Regions from separate parts of the Gossypium hirsutum genome. Here region 2 is linked to region 1. The links are chromatin contacts, called in public Hi-C maps. All regions are on one chromosome and are shown on one strand. Each heading gives the region's core, a stretch centred on a gene start, on an enhancer-like site or on the middle of the called end of the contact. The rest is flanking DNA. Distances are from core to core; before and after follow the strand shown. Region 1 holds the start of LOC107923616 (EPIDERMAL PATTERNING FACTOR-like protein 9). Region 2 holds the start of LOC107924703 (fimbrin-2).

Region 1 (7,019 bases), core at 2,976-5,475:
TGAAACTTTTCACTGAACCCTTCAGGGTCTGTAGTTGTCATAATTGGCACTTGCACATGTAAAAATCCACGGTTCTGGAAGAATGTGTGGGATGCGAAATCTAAGGTGTTGCGAATTCGTGCAACGGATGCCACCTGCAACAAAAAATCATAGCAATTAAAGAGTAGCATACTAGGTTCAATCTTTAAGGTATTTTGTCTTATGACAGAATGTTGAGAAAAATAGCAATGTATGCAAAGAATACCGTAGTTGTCCTAGGACGAATATGGGGATAATCCCTTAAAGAATCAAGGGGTAATCTTTTCCTTGACAAAGGATACTTATCTTGCTCTACTGTCCCAACATGAAGAATCTTCTCCACTGTAAGCTCAATGGTTTGTTTTCCAAGTGCTGATGGATTTCCCAGTACACCTTGGGCTAATATACATGTTCCAGTTGGTAGAATCTGGCCGGCAGACACTGGAACTATAGCTGAATCTATCACAACCTGAGATTAGGAATTTTCATGATCAAGCAATCTATAAATAATCATTTCAAAGAAACAGAACAAAGCATAATTAGATTTGAGGGTTACCCTCAGACTTGAAACACAAGACCCATCGTTTATATCTAAAAGGAATATGGAAGGAGGAGGTGGTTTAGGAATCAAAGACTCCAACTTTTGTCGAACAGCTGGGGAACTAGCAGAGCCGCCCAAAACCCTGATAATGGTCCTGAAAAACGGGATTCGAGATTGAAGAATTTCCACGCAGGTAACGTCTTTAGTCCCATGAGAAGCAGCAGGGAAAGCATCGGCTGCCGCTGGGGGTGGTGATTGTGGCGGCGGAAGAGGCTCCTTCTTTACCTCCTTGGAAGATTTCACCCACCCTCCAACCACCACTGTGGTACCAACCAGCCCCGTCTCGCCATCACCACTTTCCAATATGGTTTTCAAGGCCACCCGGTTGGTGTACATCAAAGGCATCAATGGGGAGTTTTTCACCTGGGGTTCTTGAGATTCCATGCTTTATTACAGAAAAAAGAAGAAGAAGCTGAACTAGGAAGGGAATGGAGAGAAGTATGTGAGTAAACAAGGTTTATAAATGGCATGGTAGAGGAGGAGGGTGATGATATAGAGAGAGAAAAAGGGTGCTTTTCTTTGAGAAGGAAGAGAATGGGAAGCAAAGGAAAGGGATTGTTTGCCTGCATTGACATAGTTTTTTTTTTCTTGGGTGTAGATGATAATGGCGAGGCCAAGGGACATAAACAGGAGAGTAAGGCTTGGCGGCAAGGTTAGGTATTCTTCTAAAGTTGGGTATCCGCGGGATTTTCACACTCTCCAACTGTTTTACAAACATTAATCAAAGGTTTATTATACTTTTACCATTTTTCTTTTTATTACTTTTTTAATTTATTTTTTTTATTGGTGAATTATAATATTAGGACCAAAACCCCAACTGTCAACGTAACTAATATGGAATCATACTAATATGGAATTTATGTATTAAATTCCAACTGTCAACGCGACTCAAACTCAAATCATACCTGAAACAATAAACACCGAGGTTATTTTAATTTATGTATTAAATTAACTAATATGGAATTATGGATTGTTTCAATTGATTGAGAGCCGGCAAACGACTTCAAGTTATCAATAACCTATAACAAAATTAAATTCTATTAAAATTACATTATTTTTTAGGTTTTTTTCATTTTGACTTTAATTTTTTTTTCTATTATTTTGACCCTCAACTTTCAAATTTTAGTCAAAGTGTTTTTTTTACAAAATAATTGACTAAACTATTAATATTTTAACGAAATTGATGTGGCTACTTGCGTGGCAAATCATATGTACTTCGTTGCCGACGTGAATAATTATTTTTAACATTTTTATGAACCTTTTTGAAAATTATTGGTATTATTATTTCGAATTTTTATTAAATATTCGCAGATTACCATGTAAGCTATCATGCCATTGTTGTTAAAGTTTTAACATTTTAGTCAAGTTCTCCATCTAAAGGAAAACAATGACTAAAATTTAAAGATTGAGAGTCACATGGATTAAAAAAAGATCAAAATGACACAAGAAGTGGCTTTGTTTTACTATTTTATCTTTATAATTTTAAGGGAGAATATAATTTTTGGCCCCTAAATTTGGCAACTAGGTCCATTTTGGTCCTTAAAATTGACAACTAAATACATTTTGGTCCCTAAACTTGGATTCTATCAATATTTGATGATGTAACTAGTGTTATTGGAACAAGACCAGATTGAAAATTGATCGGTATCATAGTCTAAACAAAGGGGTTGAATTGATTGATTTGGAAACTATTTGAAATTGGTAAAAACGAAAAAAAATTTAAAGTTGAACATGTTGAACTAGTTTAATAAATTTTTTATTTTATTTTATTTTAGATTTTTATGAATTTTTAATTATTTATTTAATTCTTATCGGTCCAACGGTTGAATCGATCGAATTGATTGAATTGAGAATTGGTGATTTGACCTGTTTAACCACCAACTTGGTTATTAAAACATTGAATGTGACATTCTGAGATTATATCATATCATTGCCTAGAAATTTATATAAATTTTTTAATTTTCAAGTGATGATGTGGCACAACCTCAAAATGTCACTTTATCAAACTTTGATATTTTTCAAATTTAAATATAAAAGTAGACTTAATTATCAAGTTTAATACCAAAGTCAACTTAATTATCAAATTCAAAAACAAAAATTATATTATCCCTAATTTTAAATAAGCACAAAAAAAATAATTTTGGGAAATATGTAGTGAGTCTCATTGATGGGTTAGTCATGAAACATGACTCGTGCATTTCCCCCAAGGCCCAATACTCCACGCTATCATATCCAACTTTGGTTCTTATTTTCTTCTGTTTATCACTACTGGTTTTTTATAGAGGTGATTCATACAAAGGCATCACATTAAATATGAAGGACTTGATACAAACCCTGGTGTAATGGGGAAATTCTTCTTATGATGGAATAAGGAAGCATGGGTCTGATATGGAAGAAGTAGCATGATAAGCCACAGTCCACAGGGCAAGCACATGCCTGCCCACACACCATTTTCACTAACCTCGAACATATTGTCGGTTGACTTATTGCCTCTCGTACGTTCAAAAACACAAGTGAGTAGCCTGGAAGCATTGTTGATCTGGTTGGGATTTGAGTAAAAAGATATCTTTAAAAGAATTCTATTTTCCATTTCTTGGGAATTGTAGAGATGCAATATAGTAATTACTGTGGCATAGGACATTGTGGTACATTATCAATCAGTCTTTTCAATGACAAAAGTTAAATACTTTCTACAACATTCATCCAGGGATTGCATATGGTCGATGTTCTGGATGCTTCCTTTTTGTGGGGGCTGTTCCATTCATCTTAAGGGCAAAAATAAATTATTTCCTCACTATAAGTCTATAACTGTTCATTGGTTGTGTCATTAGTATAGATTTAAAAGTCATTTTAACGGACAAAAAGGTATGATAAAAAAAAACTCGAAAAATTGGTTTGAGTAAAATATAAGGTTAATTTTTATATGGTCAAGTTTTAGATAAAATTTTTTGTTTGGATTCTGAACCAACTTGAATATATTATATTAATTATATATCAAATAATAATTATATATATTTACATTTATATCAAATCACTAATTCAATAATAATTAAATTTATTATCTAAAACCTAAAAAAGATTTACCCAGCTAAATAATTCAACCCAAAATATAAAATTTTAAAAATTATATTTAATGTAATAAAATATTGATTATATTTATTTGTATTTTAAATATATTTATTTTATTTATAGTAGTTTTTTAATATAAATTAGAAAGTTTTTATTTTATTGTTTTTAGTGTATTTAGTATATTATATTTTAAAAAATATTTCCAAATAAAACTAATTTAAAAAAATTCAATTATGAGCAAGTCAAGTCAAGCTCGAGTTTATTTTTCTTAAATTGGACCGGGCTTGAGTAAAAAAGTAAATTTATTTTTTCAGGCTGGATCCGATTCTGATTTGAAAAATTTATCTAGATACCTTGTATAAACCGAACCCAACCTAGTAGCAACTCTAAGTACAACACACCTTAAGTTTCCCCTTTTAGCCCCCACCAAAATATCAAGCTCAATCCAATCCTTGAAGAAAGCAAAATGGGCATTTTTGTAACTCCAAAAGTCAATCCACTGCTCTCATGGTTTAGCCACCAACAAGCAAATCTATCGGCCTTGATGTTTGGGAACCTCTCATGTGTGCACCTCTGAGTCACTGAATGATTTGCCAGTCTATCTCTTTATGGTCATTAATTGACCACAAATCTCTTTAACTCCCCCCCCCCTCCCCTTTTTATCTCTCTCATTTATCCTACCATACATATTTGCCCTACAACTTCATCCCGTATATATTCACCTTCTAACTTTACAATACAAAGGCTACAATGGCCAACCTTAATCTAAGCTGCTTACACATGCTATTCTTCACCTTCTTCCTTGCAGCGCATGCAATACAAGGTAAAAAGTCTGCCCCCTTATACTCGAATATTGTATTTATATATCAGGGATATATTCTCTTCTATGTTGCTTTCTAAACAATGTTGCATACTTGGGTTGGCTGTTATGAACTTTTTTTATACGCTTATGGTTCAAATTTTTGCAGGATCTAGAACAACCCAAGTAATACTTCCTTTCCAACAAGGGGTCTATTTTTCTCCTCCATGGGACTTGCAGGTAAGGGAGTTTCACTTTCATTGCTTACTACAAAATCCCAGCATTTGCTTCACTTGTTTTACAAAATTCCAGACTTTCTGACTGAAACATTTCTGAAGCAACAGAGCAGCAATGAAGCAAAGATGAAAAGAAATTCAAGGAGATTGATGATTGGATCCACAGCTCCAACCTGCACTTACAATGAATGTAGAGGATGCAAATACAAATGTAGAGCTGAACAAGTCCCAGTGGAAGGAAACGACCCAATCAATAGTGCATACCACTACAAATGTGTTTGCCATAGACCATGATTCAAGTTTTGTTGCAAAGTTTGAAGGGACATGATGTCGTTTTATCCTTGAAGAACACATTGCACCTTAACAAATTTCCTGCTTCAAGGAAAGTTTATAATTAGTTTCTTGTTGGCATGTTATATCAAAGCTCTATAAAGTAATAGAAAATCAAGTAGCATTTGCCTTTAAAATTTTTCTTCTTTCATTTTTGTGAAACCAAGATTATTTGTGTTGATAAATTCCAGTCTTATTCATGCATATAATGATATTAGTCTTGAAGATTTATAACAAGGTTTATATTGCACCCTTTATAATTTGAATATTTACATATGATTTGCTTTTTCCCACATGGGTTGAGCTTATTTTTGTTACCTTTGGTCCAAAACAAAATGGAAGATAAGAACAACCTGAAACACTATACGATAACAACTTCTGGTTTTTGGGATTATTGCTTTGACAACGTGGCATTAATATAATAATCATATTTCAATATTACCATTAAGTAACTTATTGAATTGATGTCATAATCAATTAGGCATCAGTTCAATTGGATAATGATGAAAATAATTTTATTTTACAAAATATTATCATATTATTTTGAGTAAATTTTTGTCAAATATATAAATATATAATAGAGTTTATACCTAAATCTTTTATAATCTTTTACGGTCTAACAAATTCAGTAATGAGGTCTAAGATTCCGTATCAGTTGATGATGTGAGCAAAAGAAGAAGCTAACTGTTGAGCAAATTTATGGAGAATGCCGGTGTTAAGGGTTTCTTCAAGTGGAAGATTTTTTTGTCATTCGGCAAGTTGGAACATGTGGCAGCGGTCCCAAATATTAAAAGAAAAGCTAACAAAAGTTTTGCATGCCCTACTCTTTCTTTTTAGTTTTGAATCCATTAAAATTGCACAAAATGGCAAAATTGGAAACCAACAAAGAAGCCAGAAAGCTCATACGGGGGAGGCCCCATTTTCAGAGTATGCAAAACAAGCAAGACCCGCCAACATTTAAATATGCTTGATGGCATTTTGGCTCTCTTGCAGTCGTGGGCCTATGTTTCTCTGCTTACTACACATTCATGAATCCCTCACACAATTAAAATCTCTGCTCCCCACCTATGTGTTCTTTATCTTTCAGCTGAGCTCCACCGATTTTATTGCTGCGTTGGATAAAATTAAAATTTTTAATTCCTACTTTTGTGTGTAAAAAAATTATAAGTAAATCAACATTGAAGATACGATAAAGATTTACATTTTGAACTAAGAATATCAACTTTTATAAAGAATTATTATAACTCTACAATTATGTTCATGTTTTTGTTTTGATTACTTAACTTTAAAAATTTCCAATTTAGGCACTAACGTTTAAATTCATTTTTGTTTTGGTCACTTGCCATTAAATTGATAACGGAAAGCCTTTTCTAACTGGTACAAGAACACATTTAGTCTTCAATACTTACATATTCTATCAATTCGATCCTAATTCTAAACAATTCAATAATTTAACCCTTCACATTTACAAATTATATTATTTTGATCCTCAAACTTACTAACTAAAACTTTCAACTTTTAAATCAGAGGCATTCCACATCTAATAATTGTTTTTTTTTATGGTTGAAATTATCATATTCGATACATAACTCTTTTTATTTATATTCTTAAGAAGATAGAGATGCAACATTACAACCTATTTGTAGAAGTGATATACTATTAAGTTTCGTACGGGATGTAACCCATATGCCACATAATGGCTGTAGACCCCCTAAAAAAGACGTGTGTAGAAATAAACACTAAAGAGATCTCAAGAGAAATAAATGATTCAATGATCTGATCAAATAAAATAATATTACTATGGTTCGAGAGAAAGTAAAAGTCTCTACTTCGACTCGAACACGATAGTGGAAGTGTGTTGAATCAAGAATAGATAGTAAGCGCATTTATTATGGGCGCTTTATTCTGTCTCCACTTATGAAATGTCAAACCGGCAATGTTAGAAATTAACTAATCACCATTTTTT
Region 2 (7,019 bases), core at 1,458-3,957, 130 kb after region 1:
AATTGAATTTATTTTTATCTATAATTTTATATTTTATATTATTTTTACATATATTAAAAATATTATGTTAAATTCAGATTCATTTTTTAATTACATGACTACTAAATGAGTATTATTTAAAAATGTAACATCAACAAAATTGACAAAAAAAAATTAACGATGTCAACAATTGAACTTGATTTTTAAATTTGAAAAGTAGAAGGACTAAATTCTTGAAAATAAAAGTACAAAGACTAAATTACAAATATATGAAGTGTACATAGACTTATGACATATTTTAACATTTATACTACAAAATATGTATTATTAATATATTTATAATTGTAATAAATATTTATTATTAAAATATTAATATTGAATATTTTCAATAATATGTGAATAATATTATTTAAAATTATTATTTTAAAAATTTATTATTAAAATAAAATTAAAATATTAAATAATTTATTAAAATAATAAATTATATTTATTATATTAATAATTTATTATATGACTAAATATAAATAATTAAATAAGTATGTTTAATAATATTGAAAATTATAATATTTTAAATATTTTTAAAAATAAAAATAAAATTTATTATCAATATAATAATATCAAGTTTGATTTAAGTTAATTTTTATATAAATATAAAATTACTTATAGATGAACTCTTTTTCAGAAAATGACTTACGCTTTTTAAAAGGCTAAGTCATTTTACAAGAAAAAAGGATTTATTTTACCTTAACCTGTAAGTCATTTTCCGTTGACCAAACTATTTTCTGTGAAACAAACACAGAAGAATATAGAAAATATTTTCCATAAAATCATTTACATGTAAACAAATGTACCCAAATATTTTTCACATTGTTTCTTTTGGTCTGTTTTTCTCCCTTGGAGTGGAAATTTCATTTTTCTAGTTGATTCTTTTGTTTGAAAATGAGATTCAGCCTCTAACCTTTTAGCTCATAAGCTTTTGTAGATATTAATATGAGATTCATAATCATTTCATTTATATGACACTTTTATGGAACCAGAAAGGAAGAAGAAAAATAATAACTTCTTTATTATTTCATATAAGAAATTGAATTCCCATAACATCTTAAATATATAATAATAAATAAATTTAAAAGTTAACGCAGGATTATTATTACACAGCGTACGATTATTGAAACCTTTGTTCAATGGTCCCACAATCACATGACGAGGCTCATTTTGTCCTCCAAAATGAAGGTTAAATTAGGGTTGTTGTATTTTAAGAATTAGATCAATTTAATTTTTATATTATTAAAAAGTATAAAATAAATTTTAAATAAAATATTTTATTTAGAGAACCATAAAAATTTTAAAAATATTAATTATATTAAACAATAAATTATATTTTTTAAACACTAAATGTTAACTCTATTTCAACTTAATTTTATTTATTTTTTTAATAGTACAGAGCCTAAATTAATCCATTAATTAGTAAATGAACTAATTTGATCAAGTCCCTATAATAAAAGGACCTCTTAAGTACATTCGCTGCTAAAATAGGCATAGAAACACCAATGTTTTGAATTTAAACTTGAATATTGCATATGACATTATTAAAAAGAACAATTAAAAACTTCAAAAAGATTAAGGGATACCTTTATTATTACAAAAGCATAGAAATGTAAATACCAAAATGAAAGGTTCAACTGGTCAAAGTACTCTTTAACATCTTCGGAATCATCAAATTTGGGCCTGATTTATATATAATATTTTCAATCATCTATAAAATCGATAGCACTTCTATATGGGTTAGATTTTGTTTACGATTTGTAGCTTGATAATAGTGAGTCATTAGATAATAATAATATTTGATTATTTTAGATATATCAAATTTAAAAGATTGATTTTTAAAACTCTTAAAACTAAATTCTAAACTTGATTAAAAATATGAATGACTGAAGTTATTATTTTCCATACCTAAACCTTAGACCGAATAACCTTCATTATCTAAACTTTTCGTGATTAAGAAAAGCGAAGGGAGCAACCCCAACATTTCTCGTGGTTTCCATATAACATCTATGTGTATGTAATTTCCTCAATCTTTTTCTGTCAGTCTACAACATTATTTTCTTCTGAGTTCTTTTTATTCTTCTTTTCCCACTCTGAACGATAATCTTTTTGTTTTTATAAATCAGAGAAAAGAAATTATCTTGAAAAATTTCGTCCACGAAAAATTCCCTACTTGCCCAAAAAAATGTAAATTTATTTAACATATTTTACTAAAAAATTAAAAACAAAATCATAGTTTAAAATGAAGAAATAAATTTGAAAATCGTGACGCTATGCTCTTATAAAAAACTAATAAACTATAAATATCACTAGAATTTTAAATTGGTGTAAGAGTTTATAGGCTTTTATAATTTCATGCACCAATGATATTACAATAAATTAATCAGTGAGCTTATTTAGCTACTTAGTAGTTAGTAGTTTTAAGTAGATATTATAGAAATATTAATATCCACGTAAATATAAAATAGTTTTCCTAACTATTAATATATAAATATGAAATAATTATAATATAAGAGTTTAATTTATTATATCAGTTTTTAAAACAGAAATGAGGCAATAAATTTGAATTCTGGAAAGTGATATTCCTAAGTTGAAGCAAAAAGGGCCCATAGGGCTAAGGCCCACTCCCACCACTCATTTTTTAAAATAAATAAATAAAGGAGAGGACAAAATGGTCATAAAATTTGAATTTTCAAGTGAACAACTTTGAACTTTGACAGCTGCAACCCGTCCCATTCCCACAGTTCACTTCCCCTTCCATTCTTCATAGATTTTATATCTCTTAGCTCAAAAGGGAAGCAAATCCTCTAATATATACTACACAAATACAACTACTCCTAAGTTTTTAACATATCAATTAATATTTGTTGGATATGGCTGGTTATGTTGGCATTTTGGTCTCAGATCCATGGCTGCAAAACCAGTTCACTCAAGTCGAGCTTCGCAGCTTGAAAACTCACGTAAGTGAATGAATCATTCGATTTTTTTATCATTTTCTTTTTAGTTATGAATCTATTTTTCTCGTAACTGATTGTTTTTTTTCTTTTTCTTTTTGTTTTTATGTTTTTTTTTCTTTGTTTTGCAGTTTACAAGTATGAGAAGAGAGAGCGGGAAGCTAACGGTGGGAGACTTAGCATCCAGAATGTCGAGATTGAAAGTTGTGGGAGAGAATCTGAGCGAACAAGAACGAGCTGATTTCATTGCTGATTTGTATCCTAACTTGAACGATGAAGTCGATTTCGAGTTCTTTTTGAAGGTCACTTGATGTTTCTTTACCTCGAGTTTAAGATCTTTTTACTTGTTAAAGTTTGTTTGATTCTTTTTCTTTTCTCCTGAAAGTTTTGGCTTATGAAAATTTTGAATTTTGAGTGTTGCTCTGTTTTTTGATCGTAGCAATATTTCAAATTAACTTTTTCAGAAAAAGTTATTTTCTCTTTTCCCGTTTTATTTTATTGGCCAGGTAAATAGCATTAAACCAATCCTTTCTTTTAATGTATATCTTTCTTAACATATATCGCATTTTTTGGTGATCCAAACAGAAAAAAAGGAACTTTTAAGATGCTTTGAGGATTGACTAAGACTTAGGAGAGAAAAGCAAATGAGAGTTAAGTTAGATATATAAATATTTTATTTTGAACTATCTGGATTTTGATTTTGATTGGATAGGTTTACTTGAAACTTCATGCACATGCGAGCGCAAGAACAGGAAGTCCAGCAAAGAACTCTTCAGCATTCCTAAAGGCAGCTACAACTACTCTGCTTCACACCATTAGTGAATCCGAAAAGGCATCGTACGTTGCCCATATCAATAATTATCTTGCTCAAGATGGGTTCTTAAACAAATACTTACCTATTAATGCTTCCTCCAATGATCTCTTTGAGATTGTTAAAGATGGGGTTCTTCTTTGGTAAATGATTCTTTCAACTTTTAAAGCCGTTGAGTTTTTGCTTATGTGATGCAAAAATTTTGAAGCTTGTATACAATGTAAATACAGCAAGCTTATAAATGTAGCAGTTCCGGGCACAATTGATGAAAGGGCTATTAATACCAAGAGATTGCTCAATCCGTGGGAAAGAAATGAAAACCACACGCTATGTCTCAACTCTGCCAAGGCTATTGGCTGCACTGTAGTCAATATAGGGACGCAAGATTTCATTGAAGGAAGAGTATGAACATATTATACTGTTAATTGTTCCATTATTGAAATATAGTGTATTTGATGGTTGGATTTCCACTTGAGTTTAAGAAAGACTTTTGGTATCAGCAGTCTATTTTAAAGCATGCTTCATTCTAGTTGTTGTATGCTTGAGCCAATGTGGCTGTCTTAAAAGCTACTCTTGTGTTTCTAAACTGCTTTTCCACATGATAATGGGAGTTAGAAAGCTCATTGTTTCTCATTTGTGGCTTGGACTAGGTAGAGCATTCATCTAATACCCTGGTTATAAGCTCATTCTTCAATGGTCACCTTCTATTTTCTTGTAGCCCTTCATTTTTGGTTGTCTATTGTAATAATTTTAATGTGGTGATCTTAAAACCTATTTATGCTCCATCAGGCTGAATTATGGGTAAAACCTAAAAAGCATCACTTATGACTGTTATTATTTAAAATTTAGATTTTTCTAGTGATTGTTGATAATAATATCATCTCTCTGGTTCCTGTTACAGAGACATCTTGTGCTTGGGTTGATTTCTCAAATTATCAAGGTAACTTGATCTATCAAATAATTGGCTATCAAAAGTAATTAAGTTTTTTGCAACCTTGCTTCTTCTAAAAACATTGGTCAATCTTGCTAATGGTTATGCTATTTCAGATTCAACTATTGGCCGACCTGAACTTGAAGAAAACACCCCAGTTGGTGGAGCTTGTTGATGACAGTAAGGTTGGTTTGTATAACATTTTAAGAAAAAGTACAATTTGTAGGAAAATGAACTGTCTGATTTTGTTGTGTGATGAATTACGGTTAAATTAATATGCCCACTGTTTTAGAAATTTGTATTTCATTTACACTCCCCTTCTAGGTTTTAACAAACTAGACAGACCTCTGATGCCTTTTCTAGGTTTCTGTAGTCTTCTGAACATATTTGCCTGTTCTTAAATCAACAGGATGTGGAAGAATTGATGAGTTTACCACCAGAGAAGATCTTATTGAGGTGGATGAATTTTCAACTGAAGAAATCCCCATACAAGAAAATAGTCTCAAATTTCTCCACTGATGTAAAGGTAAACAAGAAATTCGTTTTTGAGCTTTTTAAATTTTCCATCAAATATCTTCTCTTATGCTTGTTATCCTCATATCTTACAATGTCCTACTCCTAAATCTGGCATAAATACTGTAACTAGATGTTTGTTTAACTTTTATTCCCATCTGTTTTTCCTATGTTCTTCATTTGTTAGCATCTAATATAAATTCAAACTTCTTAAAACCAACATAAAAAATTTAATGTGAAACTAAATTCTTAAAATGAGATATAACAGTATACAGTGCTTTTGCTTCCTCAATTTGTCTATACTAACGGTAAATGAAAGCAGTGACTTGGGTTAAGCTGCAACTTACAATAAGCTATAGATTTATTTTTCTGTCCGCCTGTGATTTATATATATAACCTGCAGGATGCAGAGGCTTATGCGCATCTATTAAATGTGCTTGCACCTGAGCATAGTAATCCTTCTACATTGACTGTCAAAGACCCATTTCAGAGAGCAAAGTTGGTTCTTGAACACGCAGATAGGATGGGATGTAAAAGATACTTAACTGCAAAGGATATTGTGGATGGTTCCCCGAATCTTAATCTTGCTTTCGTCGCCCATATTTTCCAGCACAGGTGAGACTTGATACCCATTTTCTAGCAATGTTTTTTTTTTTTTTTATAAGATGGGGATTGTGTTAATCATATTTGAACCCTGGACCTAATGTCCTTCAAATTTACGGATGTTTTTTCTAGCAACGACTTTTAGTTTAAATATAAAGTGATTCTTTTTTGTGCTTTTAATATTTACCATTCTGTGTTAATTTATCATCCTTTACATATATTGTCTGTTCAATCTGACAGCATATTAAAGCTTTCTTACAAGACATTTTCTAATACAAGTTCTGTGATTTGGTGCATTTCAATAGTTCGTACTATAAAATTTCAAACACATCAAGACTTTTATGCAACAATTATGGTGTGTTATAAGGTATTTCCATACACATCTACAACAATTAAAGATGAGGTTTGATTTGACACTTAACAAGTCTTTCATTTTCTAAAGCTTAGAAAGCTAGTTTTTTTCTCTGTGTCTATATATTCAACTTTTCCTCTATATAATTCTGTAGAATGTCAACTGTGTTATGGGGCATCAATTGATAGGAATTGAACTGTCAAAAAATCATTTGAATATTTCAAATATGCAAAAGAATACAAATTGATGGCTTATGACGTTTCTTCAATTAGTATAAAAGGAATATGAACTGTCCAAAAAACAATTTCAATATTTAACATACGTAGTGGAATCCAAATTGATGGCTTATGATGTTTTCTTCAATTAGTGTAAATTGTAATGAGTTCAAGATATAAAAGCTAAATACTGGTGTATTGTAACTGCAGGAACGGCCTTTCGACTCAAACAAAACAAATATCTTTTCTTGAAACTCTACCAGATGATGCCCAAGTTTCTAGAGAGGAAAGAGTATTTCGCTTCTGGATCAATAGTCTCGGAAATTCAACCTACATTGACAATGTCTTTGAAGATCTTAGAAATGGGTAAGTATTGTTCCCATGATCATAAGTGCATAAATCATATTAAATTCCATCATGGTGTCTTATCCTGAGCTGTTGATAAGAGAAAGGCTCCTTTGTGTTGGTGCTTTTGCGATCTGCATTTCTTATCCTTTAGCTTTTAACTCAATAGGGAAATTTGGACTGTTATTTCTGTTTCTGTTTCAAATTCCAGCATTTTAATAAACTACGTGAGATATAGCTCAGCGTGATTGAACTATCTATAAGCATTCTA

The links. Hi-C and Micro-C count contacts between places; a contact is called where the count stands out from the background.
Region 2: a Hi-C map of leaf shows a contact between it and region 1, with 2.6 times the contacts expected there. The contact joins the promoter of LOC107924703 here to the promoter of LOC107923616 in region 1. A contact is called at or near these places in 2 of 34 Hi-C or Micro-C datasets (hypocotyl and leaf).

The regions. Positions count from the first base shown.
Region 1 is chrA11:17,458,186-17,465,204 of Gossypium_hirsutum_v2.1, forward strand. LOC107923616 (EPIDERMAL PATTERNING FACTOR-like protein 9) reads left to right here and starts at 4,226. Exons shown (of 3, transcript XM_016853803.2): 1 at 4,226-4,511; 2 at 4,657-4,727; 3 at 4,832-5,185. The coding sequence starts at 4,439. The coding sequence ends at 5,017. LOC107912525 (asparagine--tRNA ligase, cytoplasmic 2) reads right to left here and starts at 1,295. Exons shown (of 8, transcript XM_016840735.2): 1 at 575-1,295; 2 at 245-487; 3 at 1-134. The coding sequence starts at 1,003.
Region 2 is chrA11:17,592,023-17,599,041 of Gossypium_hirsutum_v2.1, forward strand. LOC107924703 (fimbrin-2) reads left to right here and starts at 2,708. Exons shown (of 15, transcript XM_016855262.2): 1 at 2,708-2,984; 2 at 3,110-3,280; 3 at 3,691-3,932; 4 at 4,020-4,191; 5 at 4,691-4,729; 6 at 4,837-4,905; 7 at 5,130-5,246; 8 at 5,637-5,848; 9 at 6,614-6,769. The coding sequence starts at 2,898.